Regions from separate parts of the Zea mays genome. Here region 1 is linked to region 2. The links are chromatin contacts, called in public Hi-C maps. All regions are on one chromosome and are shown on one strand. Each heading gives the region's core, a stretch centred on a gene start, on an enhancer-like site or on the middle of the called end of the contact. The rest is flanking DNA. Distances are from core to core; before and after follow the strand shown.

Evidence for each region. A called contact is a pair of places that touch in the nucleus more often than the background predicts.
Region 1: a Hi-C map of endosperm shows a contact between it and region 2, with 2.3 times the contacts expected there. The contact joins the enhancer-like site here to the promoter of LOC100191267 in region 2. A contact is called at or near these places in 4 of 25 Hi-C or Micro-C datasets (ear, endosperm, leaf and 1 more).

What each region holds. Positions count from the first base shown.
Region 1 is chr1:226,498,486-226,506,148 of Zm-B73-REFERENCE-NAM-5.0, reverse strand. No RefSeq gene overlaps it. Among protein-coding and RNA genes, the nearest start is that of LOC100272614, 14 kb to the left of the region's middle. Within about 2 kb of position 2,793, at least 17 of the 20 cell types and tissues checked have an H3K27ac peak or open chromatin away from gene starts, as enhancers often do. A contact at or near this core is called in ear, endosperm, leaf and 1 more, where this site is marked.
Region 2 is chr1:226,339,295-226,346,490 of Zm-B73-REFERENCE-NAM-5.0, reverse strand. LOC100191267 reads left to right here and starts at 5,946. Exons shown (of 9, transcript NM_001136701.1): 1 at 5,946-6,352; 2 at 6,454-6,500; 3 at 6,609-6,711; 4 at 6,966-7,052. The coding sequence starts at 6,128.

The DNA of each region.
Region 1 (7,663 bases), core at 1,544-4,043, 160 kb before region 2:
CATATGCTGATGGTGTCATAAGGAAGCAAAAAAAAATCCTGTTACTTGTATCTTATGATGCTGATTTGATTTTTTTTGGATAAGGGAAGTTTTATTGCTTCAAGATAATCAAAAGTCACAACTCTCCTGAAAACAAAAATCCGACTTCTGCATCGCGCAAGATGCACACGGTCTAAACAAAAAATCAACAACCCAAACACTCTAGTAATAATCAATCCTAAGACTAGATCCCAAACACTCTAGTAATAATCAATCCTAAGACTAGATCGCCACCCATGAGCCTAAGTAAAAAAAACTCCTTGACCACTTGCTCCAAACGTTGACAGGTAGTCAAAACCAACTCCTGTAAGATAGACTTCTGTACCACAGCCCAGGAACGGAGCCAGTGGATAGCCAAATGAAGAACCTGCAAAGAATTTGTCACATTTTTACGTTGAAATACAATGTCATTTCTATGTCGCCAAATAGCCCAACAAATTGCTGCTGCCCCCAATAGCGCTAGCAATTTTGAATCTTTACTAATCCCCCCTTGCCATGAACCAAACATATTCGCGACACTAGAGGGAGGGTAAAAATTTGTGACTATTTGGACTATATGCCAGATTACTCGCTCTACCTGGCACTCAAAGAAGAGATGCTTAATTGTCTCATTTTTGTGACAAAAGCTATACTTCACGCTGCCATTCCAATTTCGCTTCGCCATATTATCCTTTGTTAATATTACACCTTTTCGTAAAAACCAAAGAAATATTTTTATTTTTATAGGGGCCTTTAGTTTCCATAAATTTTTGTTAAGGTTGGGTACATCTAGGTAAATTAAGCCAAGGTAATGTAACTTCACTGAGAATTGCCCATCAGGTGATAGATTCCGTCGAAATCCATCCTGATCATTCGATAGAACTATATTAGCAAGCCGTGGAGATAGATCATTCCACACTACTAATTTATTTCCTATTAGATCTCTACGCCAAGACAAATTTAAAGGCGAATTGCTGAATACATCTGCCGCACTCATATGTTTATATCTAGCAATATGGTACAAACAAGGGTATTGGTCACATTTCAGTTAGTGTCGAGCTGAAGCAATTTGACAAGTGATCTCATAAGGAAGTTTGTGTTAAGCTGTCGTAAGGAAGCAGTCATAAGGAAGCAGGTTCGTTTGCTAGTGATTTGGTAAGGAAGTTTCAATTACCAGTTAGCTTCTTGTATCAAGTAGCAAGTTTCAGTTAGTAGATAGCAGTTTTGCTAAACATTGTAATGACAATGGTAGATGTTTCACACGCTGATGCCATATCTTGTTTTGCGTTGATGTTTTGCTTGAAGTTGACAGTGTTCAGATTCCATCATTTTTTTGTCTCAACACCGAATAAAAAAAACGCGAGGAGCCGTTTTGCCAAACGATTTGTCAAAGGCACCGGCCGGCTTCTGCAGAAGAGCTACTCCTTTGAAGGAGCCAGAGCTGTTTCTATAGGAGCCGAATCCTTCCTAAATGGAGTCTTAGCAAAAAGAGCATGCGGTCTTCACCTGTAGTCTATATGAAATGAACGGATGTTGCAGGTCACGGTTGCACACCCATAAGGTTATAATGTCCGCGCGTTGTGATGTCACTTAAATTATTTGATAAAATGTTAGTCCATAGGAATTACATGAGAATAAACAACATAAATTACCATGTCCGTGCATACGGAAAACTGTCCTAGGAGCGCGGACATGGCACGGTAATTTCAATTCCCTCAAAGTGTCTTGAAGTCTTTTTGGTGCTAAAAACTCAGGGGCAGGTTGCCCAACAAGCGGTTGAAGGAGAGATCCCAGATGAAACAATTGAGGTTAGTCGTATATGACAATCTTACTAAAATAACATTCTAGCAGGTACTATAGAAAATAAATTCCAGTTATAGATTCCAAAGCTCTCAACATTGACTTACAATGTTGAGAGCTTTGGAAGTTGTGAAAACATATTTGTCAATTGCCCACTTAGGTGGTTCTTCCCAAATCCTGCAGTTTAATCAAATGAGGAATTATATGGCGATTTATGCAAACAAAAATCATGTTTGTGTGAAGGGAACAAAAACCAAACAATTAAATAGAATCCAATGCGAATTAGAATTCCTATGGTGTTTCCAGATCACCCATCAAATATGAGCTGAAGTTGCTTGCCAGCAATACATACATGATTCATCCAAGTAATGATAAAGCATAACAAAAAGTAATTACAGACCTCATATAGTCCACCTTGCATCGGAACCCCAAACCAATCTTCCTCAACCTTATAAAGATATACAGAAACATCACTTTCAACCAAGGATCCTCTAACACCCTCAATTTGGGGTATAAAATTTATTTGCTGATATCCACCAAATTTAAGTGTAATCCCTTACTTTCCTTTTCCTTTATTTTCTTTTTCTAAACCATGGACAAGTATTTTGCTTTATATATTAGTGTCAGATGCAATAAAATCAAACCCTAAAAAAGGGTCATAATTGTTGCACAACATGCTGGAGAATCGTTTCTTTTTGTATGCTGATTTATTCTGGTTGCGCATTCACAAAGTCTAAAAATTTGCGCTTGCATTTGAATTCAAAAGAAAATAGAAGAAAAAGGTTGAAGAAAATAAATAAAAGAAGAAAGAAAAAGATGAAGAAACCCCCCAACCACCCGACCTGCCCCGCCAGGCTGCTTGGCTCGTGTGGGCCAACGCCAGCCGCAGCCCGCTCTCCCCCTCACGCCGGCCTAGCGCGCTCTCCCCGTGGTCCAGCCGTGGCCCAGCTCGCCTCGCTCGCTTTACGCGCCGCGAGCCGCCCAACAGCATCGCCCGCCCACTGAATAGCGGGCCCACCTCTTCAGCTTCTTCCCCTTCCCATGTAAACTACTCCCCACGATGCACGCGCCCACGCCTCCAAAGCCAGAACCACCCACACCCATTGAAAACGAGACGGATAAAGACGAATATAGAATCATTTCGTATCCTACGTTAATTTATTTCTCTCGGATACGGGACCAGATGTGGCTAGTTAAGATTCAGGACGGATACATGACGAGACCGGGTAATAATCCGGACCGGTAAGAAACAGATAACGGATACTACTAAGGTAGGTACCGGATAATTGTCGGATAGTTCGTCCGATGATATTAATTGTCCAACCATCCAACAAACACATAAATTAAGCAATACATAATCATATATATGATAGATCAAATGTAAGAAAGGAAACCAATAAAATTGACATCATGTAGTTCAAAGTTACTAATCACAAAGACATTGTAAAAACCAACACCACAATATTTAAAATTCATAAAATATTCTAGTTTCACTCAAAAATTGCAAATAAGTTAAAAAAACTAATAAACATTTTATGCGAAGATAAATCAAGTCCTCATATAAAAATGATAAAGTAAAGTACTGATTATATTGAAACTTGGATACTTATAATGATTTCACATGTAACTCATACAAATAAGTGAAAGTGAAATAGAAGAAACGCGGTCATCTTATAGATCTTATAATTCAAACACTTTTTATGGTTATATATGGACATATGTGCCTCCGTAAAATTTCACGATTTTTTGAGGCTATTTATGTATTATTAATTTCTTTTCATAGAAAATCATCAAAATTCAATTAAATCCTTAAAATATTGTAGCATCGACTGAAAACTACAAATAAGTTACCAATACTAATAAATATTCTATAAAAAATAACCTTAAGTTTCCACATGGAGATAACCTTAAGCCCCCACATAAAAATGATAAAGTCCATTAGTTTGATATAAATTTGGACATTATTTCAATAATTTTGGCCTAAAGATATGTTTAAACAAAAAAATAATGTACTACAAAGTTATAGATCTCTTCAAGCTCTACAATTTTCATATAAACTTTATCTTCATCCGATTTTATATGTAAAAGTTATGAATTTATAACTATATTATGCAGGAAAAAGAAAAACCGGGTACCCGTATCCGACCCGAATATCCGGGTAGTCCTCGCTTCATATCCGACCCGAATCCGAAGCTACAGTATGCGGGTATTTCCCGTATCCGTCCCGAATATAAAACAACCCGAATCCGTATCCGAAAAAATGAGTATTTGCACTATCCGTATCCGGTACCCGACGGGTATACCCGACCCGTTTTCACCCCTAGGAGGAAGGAGTTAAGGCACACTAGATCCCACCTCCCTCCAATCTTTTGTGGTTGAGTTTCATGTAGGTCTCGGTGTGGCCAATTTTCGGCCAATAGAATCACGCCATATCACTTAGATCTTTGAAACGCTATTATTCAGTATATTTTGTGTCGTAAATCTGTTTAGTACCGTTCAAATTATGTTAGCTTCATACTAATGTTACCTACGCGTTAATAAAATTGCTTCATCATGTCACATGTTTTAATTATAAGTAATTATTTCTTTACCCAATGTTTAATAAGTTATTTTTCTAATTAAAACAAATTTATGGTTTTAATACGTTTTATAATACATGTTAAAATGACTAATGTTAACATAAATATTTTGATTTAATACTTATTTAGTATAAACACAACATCTATTTGGTGATTCTCGCGTGACACGCGTGCATCGTCGCGTTGTTCGCCCATCGTTCACGCACTGTCACGTTTGTGCCTGCTATTCGCATGCGTCGTTCATGCGTGTCGCACACACTTCTGCGTGTGTTCTGCACGTTGTTTTCATTTGTCACGCGCATTGCCGCGCGTTGTTCCCGCGCGATATTAAACCATTCGCTTATAATCACTCATGTTAGTTAATTAACTGTTTGTTTAGTCATCCACTATTAAAATAGTAAGTTAGTCAAAACTAAGTAGTAATTTGAATTTATATTTGATAAATGTCAATTAATATAATTATGTTGAATTAAATGTTCTAATTAATAATTGTTTAACGTAAACGCTATAACTTCTCGACCGTAGCTCTGACTGTTGCGTTTCTTTTTCTCACGTGAACGTGAGCTCTATTTTGTATCACATGTTTTTATAATGTTTTCCCTTGTATGGTGTAAAGGTCTTATGTGTAACACCTCTAGTGTTATGAGACATAAAACTTTGACATGTCATCATATGCACTGGCATTGCCTTGCTTGTTACACCTAGGATGCATTCACTAGGCTAAAATTTCAATAAAACTTGTGATGTGATACTTGCTTGAGTATATGATTTGGTAAGAGCATTCCTTAAGCTAGGTAGGGGTGAATATCTCCATGGGCTAGTAGCATGTGACCTTATATTTTAAGCACAAATGAGTGATCTTGTTAAGTTGGCTAGACATGTTTTAATGGGTGATGTCACGCCTGATTTTAGGGGTAAAATCGAATGCATAGCATATGTGATCTAGGATCCATTTTCCACACATATATTAACGTCACAAGTGTAATATATCAAAAGTTAATGCAATAAAGGCATAAAGAGAGTATAATAACTTTATTACATCATCCAGGGGTAAAACCGAATGCATAACATATGTGAGCCAGGATCCATTTTCCACACATACGTTGACGTCACAAGTGTAATATATTAAAAGTTAATGCAATAAAGGCGTAAAGAGAGTATAATAACTTTATTACATCATCTAGATATAAGTGTCTTAAATAGTATCATCATCAAAGTATAACGAATATAACATGGACGGTCTTCCACAGGAAGATGACTGACGCATCGTTAGACTCGGTACTCGTCATCACCATCGTCACAGTCTTCCTCATCACTTATGGTCGGGACTCAGCAAGTGGGAGGAGTAATGCATGTTTAATAAGGTAGGCTATGGATAAACGGTAAGCATTTTAGTTGGTCAATATTTTATTCACAACATCTGACTTACTAGTTGTAAGTGTATCCCAAAATTCCCAATTAAACATAAGTACATGATTATATCTCAAAAACACTTAAGTGAAACCACTTAAGCACACCATTTATAAATCATCGATTCACGATTTATTTTCATCTTTAAGTTCAGTTATCATGTGAGGGTCCAGGTTGCTCTTAACTGTGAGCACGCCTGACATATCAGTTTTACACTCCGCAGAGGTGGTACAACTTTACCCACAAGACATGTATCCCATCTAGCCTAGGTTGTATGGACCCGTAAACACTGCCGAGGTGAATGGCTAGGGATCCATTATGAGGCTTTCACAAAATATCCTTAGTATAAAGGCACCCGCTAAGGTTTCCACGTTAGTATTGATGGCCCTCTCTGCGAGGTAACTTAGCCAAGACTATCACTCCATGTTAACATGAGCTGCCACCAAACTACTGCCGCCCCCTCTTGCCCATCTTTCAGGTAGGGATGCTAAGCACTAAGTCTATAGAGCTAATTACCAAGCCAGAGCCATGATAACACTCGTGGTTGCACTGTTATCCTCGCTGGTCACTCCATGTTCCATTTAATATGGAATGATCTTGTTAAGCATCGGGTTAACATCATAATACAAATTTCATTTCTGGAACAATAGTATCATTAAAGAGTGACATTATAATTATCAAGTTGAGCAGTAGCACAAATTGCTAAGCATAGTATTTATCCCAAGGTAATCAAGGAATAGGGTTGGTATTCCTAGGAATCCTATTTAGGCAAATCCCATCAAATTATGCAAATATTAAAAAAGTAAACATTATTATATGTACTATTTGGGTAAAATAGAAATGCAAAGGGAGAATCCACTTGCCTTGCTCAAACGTGTGCTACGGGTCGTCTTCGAACATATTCGGTTCTTCTACCACACAGTCAGCTTCTAATATAGATACACATATCGTACAAACAAAAGAAAACATTCACCAAATAAATAAACATACACCATTACATGAGTAACATTCATCATTACATGATCAAGCATATACCACACAAACTATTCTTATAAATAATTCCTAGAATAAAACCTAATTCATATTCATTTTATTAATTCACTATAATTTTATTTTGGATAGTTACTTAGGGAAAGTTATAGGGACATTTGACTACAAAAGTATTCTATATAACATAGTTTAGATGAAATGACCTAGCCAATTCTATAGAATTAAATTAATTATCAGTTAATTATTTCTATTGTGAATAGTGATTCTACTTTTAATTTTATCTTTTCTTTCTAAAAGAAAACACCATTATAATAATCAGAGGTCAAAACATTTAATAATAAATTAAACCACTGATTAACCTATAATTCTTGCATTATTATGAATTCTACACCACTTACTAATTTTGTGTTAAGAAATTAACATTATTTATTTAGTGAGCCTAATTGAGCCTTTGATTGTAAACTTCTAGTTAAACTCTAAAATTCATCGTAAACAAAATTAACTATGAAATTGGTTATCAATTGTTTTTACTACTAACACATGTCTACCAAACTTTGTCATACTTCTTTCTAATCCAACATTCTAAAATCATTGTAACAAAAACATGACTAATAACAATTTACTAACTTATCACATATATATACCCAAAAATAAATAATTCACATATACGTGAATTCCAAATCACAACATTCCCATATTACAACACAATAATTAAAAAATTAATAATCTAATTCAAAATGTGAATTTCAAAAATTAATAAAAAAATATTTCCAGGTTGTCTTCAACCTTGCGACGAACGACGAGGAATCGAGGAATGGCCGGGGACGGACGGTCCAGCGAGGCACGGTTGTACAGGGGCATGGCCG
Region 2 (7,196 bases), core at 4,697-7,196:
AACCTTCTTGGAGCGGGGCTTGTAATCCTTCCCCCTCCTTTGCTTGAGGATTTGGCGAAAGCTTTTGATGACAAGCGCCATCTCCTCGTTGTCGAGCTTGGAGGCGTCGATGGGTGTTCTACTTGGTGTAGACTCCTCCTTCTTCTCCTCCGTCGCTTTGAATGCAACCAGTTGAGCTTCGGACGTAGAAGTATCGTCAAGCTCGTTGATCTTCCGTGAGCCCTTGATCATAAATTCAAAGCTCACAAAATTCCCGATAACTTCCTCGGGAGTCATTAGTGTATATCTTGGATTACCACGAATTAATTGTACTTGAGTAGGGTTAAGGAAAATAAGAGATCTTAGAATAACCTTAACCACCTCGTGGTCATCCCACTTTTTGCTCCCGAGGTTGCGCACTTGGTTCACCAAGGTTTTGAGCCGGTTGTACATGTCTTGTGGCTCCTCCCCTTGGCGTAGACGGAAGCGACCGAGCTCCCCCTCGATCGTTTCCCGCTTGGTGATCTTGGTGAGTTCATCACCCTCGTGCGCGGTTTTGAGCACGTCCCAAACTTCCTTGGCGCTCTTCAATCCTTGCACCTTGTTATACTCCTCCCTACTTAGAGAGGCAAGGAGTATTGTTGTGGCTTGGGAGTTGAAGTGCTCGATTTGGGCCACCTCGTCCTCATCATAATCCTCATCCCCTATGGATGGTACCTGTGCTCCAAACTCAACAACATTCCATAAACTTTTGTGGAGTGAGGTTAGATGAAATTTCATTAAATCACTCCACCTAGCATAATCTTCACCGTCAAAGGTTGGCGGTTTGCCTAATGAAACGGAAAGTAATGGAGTATGTCTAGAAGTACGAGGATAATGTAAGGGGATCTTACTAAACTTCTTACGCTCATGATGCTTTGAAGTTATGGAGGGCGCGTCGGAGCCGGAGGTAGAAGGTGATGAAGTGTCGGTCTCGTAGTAGACCACCTTCCTCATCTTCTTAATTTTGTCGCCACTCCGATGCGACTTGTGGGAAGAAGTCTTCTTTTCATTCCTCTTCTCCTTGTTGCGGGACTCTCCCGATAGAGCTTTCTCGTTGCTTGTAGTGGGCTTTTCGCCGGTCTCCATCTCCTTCTTGGCGTGATCTCCCGACATTACTTCGAGCGGTTAGGCTCTAATGAAGCACCGGGTTCTGATACCAATTGAAAGTCGCCTAGAGGGGGGGTGAATAGGGCGAAACTGAAATTCTCAAAAATAATCACAACTACAAGCCGGGTTAGCGTTAGAAATATAATCGAGTCCGCGAGAGAGGGTGCAAAAAAAATCACAAGTGAATAAAGAGTGTGACACGCGGATTTGTTTTACCGAGGTTCGGTTCTCGCAAACCTACTCCCCGTTGAGGTGGTCACAAAGACTGGGTCTCTTTCAACCCTTTCCCTCTCTCAAACGGTCCCTCGGACCGAGTGAGCTTTCTCTTCTCAATCACTTGGAACACAAAGTTCCTACAAGGACCACCACAAGATTGGTGTCTCTTGCCTCAATTACAAGTGAGTTTGATCGCAAGAAAGAATCAAGAAAGAAGAAAGCAATCCAAGCGCAAGAGCTCGAAAGAACACAAGCAAATCTCTCTCACTAGTCACTAAAGCTTTGTGTGGAATTTGGGAGAGGATTTGATCTCTTGAGTGTGTCTAGAATTGAATGCCTAGCTCTTGTAAGTGGTTGGAAGTGTGAAAACTTGGATGTAATGAATGGTGGGTGGTTGGGGGTATTTATAGCCCCAACCACCAAACTAGCCGTTTGGTGGGGCGGACTGTCGTATGGTGCACCGGACAGTCCGGTGCACACCGGACATGTCCGGTGCGCCAGCCACGTCACCAAAGCCGTTGGGTTCCGACCGTTGGAGCTCTGTCTTCTGGGCCCGCCTGCATGTCCGGTGGCGCACCGGACATGTACTGTAGAGTGTCCGGTGCGCCAGTATGGGTGTGCCTGAGTTCTGCGCGCGCTGGCGCGCATTCAATGCGATGCAGGTAGCCGTTGGCGCCGAAGTATCCGTTGCTTCGATGGCACACCGGACATGTCCGGTGAATTATAGCGGACTAGCCGTTGCGAATTCCCGAAGCTGGCGAGTTCCAGAGCCGCTCTTCCTTGGAGCACCGGACACTGTCCGGTGTACACCGGACAGTCCGGTGAATTATAGCGGAGCGCCTCTGGACTTTCCCGAAGGTGACGAGTTTGAGTTGGAGTCCTCTAGTGCACCGGACACTGTCCGGTGGTGCACCGGACATTGTCCGGTGGCACACCGGACAGTCCGGTGCGCCAGACCAGAGGTGCCTTCGGTTGTCCCTTTGCTCTTTTGTTGAACCCAATACTTTGTCTTTTTATTGGCTAAGTGTGAACCTTTGGCACCTGTATAACTTATACACTAGAGCAAACTAGTTAGTCCAATTATTTGTGTTGGGCAATTCAACCACCAAAATTATTTAGGAATTAGGTGTAAGCCTAATTCCCTTTCACTAGCATTGCACATGTATATTAAATACAATGGTTTCAGATACTTTGTCTCCAAACACGTATTATTAAGAATAATGTAAAAATACTACGGTTATGTCATGACATCTTAAAACTGTAGTATTCCAAAACTATGATTTTGAAATACTTTGTTTCCAAACACGCCCTTAGAGGGTTCTAACACTCTCATAATGGTACTTCTTGTTAACAACTTGAATTTCTCACATGAATTAAGTAATCTATTAGATTGAATGCAAATGTACCAATTGAACTAACTCAATGGTAAGTATTATACTAGATGCATGTTTCCTATTTATAGGCATGGTCACATGATTGAATGTGTCACACCAAGTTTTATGGACAAACCCAGTGTCCACTATACATGTAATCAGATCGACAACCACATGCATAGAGACATCATGCAGTGGATTATATTGAAGCACAATACTTTATTAATAGCAAAAGAGTATTGTTACATAGCCATAAATGTTTGACACAAATCCACCACTAGACCATCCAGAAGCCTACTTGTTGATCATAGAACTCTTCAGTCGAAGACATATGGTCGATGATATCTCTGTTGACACCACAAAGATCATTGACTGACCAAGCAAAGACATCCTTGTTATTGAACATAAACTTTAACAAAACCTTTTCTTGTTCCTCAGATAACTGGGATCCAAACAACACTTTCTGTTCAGCTATGTCTTCACACAAAAGCATAGACTTTGGTTGATCCACCGAAGCAGCTTTATCTCTTATGTATTTATACTGTTGGTGAGCTTCGGCTTCGTCTATATTGTGAATGGCCCTGGAATCCGTCCAATTCACTTCGGACCTTCTAGCAGCCTCTTGGCTTCCATGCACAACAATAGGGCCCTGGTCTGATGGTATCTTCATACATAAATATGTTAGATGAAGTATTGCTTCAAAGGCCTTCAATGTCCCTCGCCCAATGATTGCATTGTAAGGATAATCCATGTCTACAATGTCAAATACAACTTGCTCTGTTCTGGTGTTATGCACATAGCTGAAGGTGAATGACATTGTTATTTTTCCAAGTGCCACTATCTGTCTTCCTCTGAAGCCACACAGGGGGTGTGTTTACATCATGTATTTTGTCATCCTGCTCTTGCATCTGTCTGAAGGCTTTTGCAAAAATAATGTCTGCTGCACTACCCGTGTCTACAAGGACATTATGAACCAAGAACCCTTTAATGACACATGATATGACCATGGCATCATTGTGAGGGTAATCCTTAAGCTGAAGGTCTTCTTGAGAAAATGTAATCGACACATGGGACCATTTGCAACTTGATGAAGGGTCCTTGCACTCCAACACGTTGTACTCTTCTCTATGCTTCATTCTTTTGCTTCTTATTGGCTGGCTCGAAGCTTGAACCACCTGTGATTGGGAGCACTAGCTTCGTTGACGAAGGTGACACAGCTTGATCACCTTGCGGAGCCATTGTCGTGGTTGTGGAAGTGAGTTCACCGGAGGTGGACGCCAATGTTGGTCTCTTGTCTATGATTACTGAATCATAAAACAAGGCAACACAAATGTTATATGAAAAAGGACCTTCGTCCTTCGAAACATCAAATCCATTCTGGTTTGATGATTCTCGAACGAAGATCATGAAGAACAAATCATCATCATTCACAAATATGAAAATGCCTCCTCAAATGTAACATTATAATAATTGTTTATATCATATCAAGCATTAAATAACATTGAAGTTTATATCATATGTTGATAAAGTAATACATGATATATATATTACATTTGTACCTTCGGCTTGCTCGAAGGTGAAAGTGAGAGTACAATCCCCATTCAGCATGAACAGTACGAGAGTACTGTTCATCTATTTATAGGCATGGGATGCAGCCCGAGCAAAAATACATTTATGACCCTGACATATATACATAATCCTAATACAAACATCAGGGACTAAAGAGTCTTTTCCTCTTTGGCTCAACATCGTGTTTGACCTTCGTAACCACCTTGAGCCGAAGTTGCCATCCTTCGGCGCTTCACGCGTGCTTGTTGTAGCTTCATCATTTAGTCTCGTTGCTTATAGGTAATTTCTCCGTCCTGAGGACCTTCGGTAGAGAAGGAGACCCCCAACACATTCATCAAAGGATAAGGATGGCTGGCTTCTAAGTGGTCGATCGGCTGGCCGGTGTGGGACCGAGTGGCCAAGGTGGGTCTGAACGGCCATAACTATAGGACTTGGCCATTTTGTTGATCTCCTCTGCTCCATTTGATGTATATTTTGTAGAATTTTAATCTTCTCCTTGCAAAATACTTAAAACAACAAAACTCATAGAATATATTAGTTTAATGTGCATAATGCGTAGAATTATGCTCATACCCCATTTATTCATAGAGTTATTGGCGGTTGATATCGAGAAATAACGACCACCAATAGTGACCTTCACGTAAAAGTATGCATATAACTTTTGAATACTCGTAGGAAACATAGGGGTTGTTTGGTTGTAAACCTAAGGTGCCAAAAATTGCACGCATTTTCTGCCACACTGCCTATTTATTTCGCTGCCTAACTTGCCACACTTTGCCTAACTTTTATGCCAAAGGTTAGTTTTTCAATTCGAACGACTAACCTTAGACAAAGTGTGGCGCAGTTAGCCATGAACCAAACATGCCCTAAGGTTATGAGCCTGTTTGGTTCGCTGCCTAACCTACCACACTTTGCCTAACTTTTCTGCCTAAGGTTAGTTCTTCAATTCGAACTACTAACCTTAGGCAAAGTGTGATATAATTAGCTACAAACCAAACATGCCCTATGTGCTCCAATTCTTTGCCATATCTTGACATATTTCTAAGGAAATCTTACCACACTTTTGCAAGTCACTAACGAGTGGGACCTACACATGAGGAGAAAAATCTTGCCACAACTGTGGGTCTGTGGCTACAAACGACACACGCTTAAGCCAATCAAATAAATATAATCTTAGGTGTGGCAAAGTGGCAAACTGGAGCAAGTCAAACAGCGAACCAAACAAACCATAGACTTTAAACTTTTAAGATCAAGATACCACTTAAAGGATAATGTCGCATGAGTGTAAGTATTATTTAGGTGATATCTATGAGTGAGTTATCTATAATTTGGTATTTGGCACATATTTGATAACCAACTATACACTTATAAGTACTTACCACTTGTTAAGCCTGATACTATTTGGCAGAAAAAATAAAAGAGCTAAATGTCGTGCTTCTAAATATTTTAAGCCATATAAATTTGCTCTAAGGAACGAGTGAAACTGATTAATTTTTACCATATAATATAATATATATGAGTGTATGCATGTTAAGAATTAAAAAAGTACGATAAAACTAAATAGGAAAGAAAACTAGATATCACTCGAAGAAAATAAATTCTACGTACAAATAAAGGGGTGGCTCGTGAGATTTGGGAGGCTCGGATTTGGTTTCTGGTCTCAGTTGCGTTGTGGGTGATCCACTCGTTCTTCCCTCCACGCGCCAAAACCCCAGCCACGGCCATCTCCTCCTCCACTCCTCCCGTTCGTCCACATCCAAAAGCTTCCCAGGAGAAAAAAAGAACAGTTATTTGCAGCGGGAACCCTAACAAATCACTCGCTACAAGCGAGCGAGGGAGAGATGTCTCTCCAGTACGTGGCGCCCCCGGTCCGAGCACTCGCCGTGCTACCGGCGCCAGGCCCCCCTCGCCGCCGGACAAGCCATGTGTCCCTATACCTTCCGAGCCGGCGGCCAGGGCTCGCCGTCGCCCCGGTCCGTGCGGCGGAGTCGTCCTCTCCGCCCACCGTGCCCGCCTCCGCGGCCGGCAAGGCTGTCGTCCCGGACGACGAGTTCTCCCTCGCCAAGGTGCGCAGCCTACGCTATTTCTTGCTTCTTGGGACATGGTTGCAGCGCTTTGGCGGTTGTCACTCCGAACAATCAAATGCTGATTCCGCCGTCGTTTGCAGGTCTCTTTCGGTGTGATCGGGCTGGGGCTTGGGCTCTCGCTCCTGTCGTGAGTTCTGAATTTTTTTCCTATCTTGTCGCTGTTCGTGTTCTCCCTCACCAAGAGATTCAGAATGTTCTGTCGTGGGGATCATGTTCATGTTCTCTTGCACCTCAGGTACGGATTCGGATCGTATTTCAACCTGCTTCCTGGTTCGGAATGGTCAGCTTTGCTGCTAACCTACGGGTTTCCTCTCACAATCATCGGCATGGCCTTAAAGGTCAAGAACTCTCCCTACATACGTGACATTGCTGGATAACATCTATATGGACGATCCTGTGACTTACAAACACTACGGGTGCCTATGACTGTCATTAGTCCTCTCTAAATTATGTGGCTTGATGATATTAAGTTTTGTGATGCAGGTTGCACCTAGAAACGCAAATGGGTGATAGTGATTTAGTAATTTATCAGGTTGAAGCTGCTCGGTTTCTTTTCTGCTGTATGTTCTCATTCTGAATTTTCCATATGCAGTATGCAGAACTGAAACCAGTACCCTGCATAACCTACGCTGATGCCTTTGCTCTAAGAGAAAAGTGTGCTACCCCTATTCTGAAGCAGGTAATATTTATTTATACAATCAAACATAACTATTTAATATGATGAGGTGAACTGTTTATATTCAGTTATATTGTTGTTGTAAGTAAAATTGAGCTACATTGCCAATGGTTCCGTTTCGTGGAAGTGGAACTTCAAGATGAACTT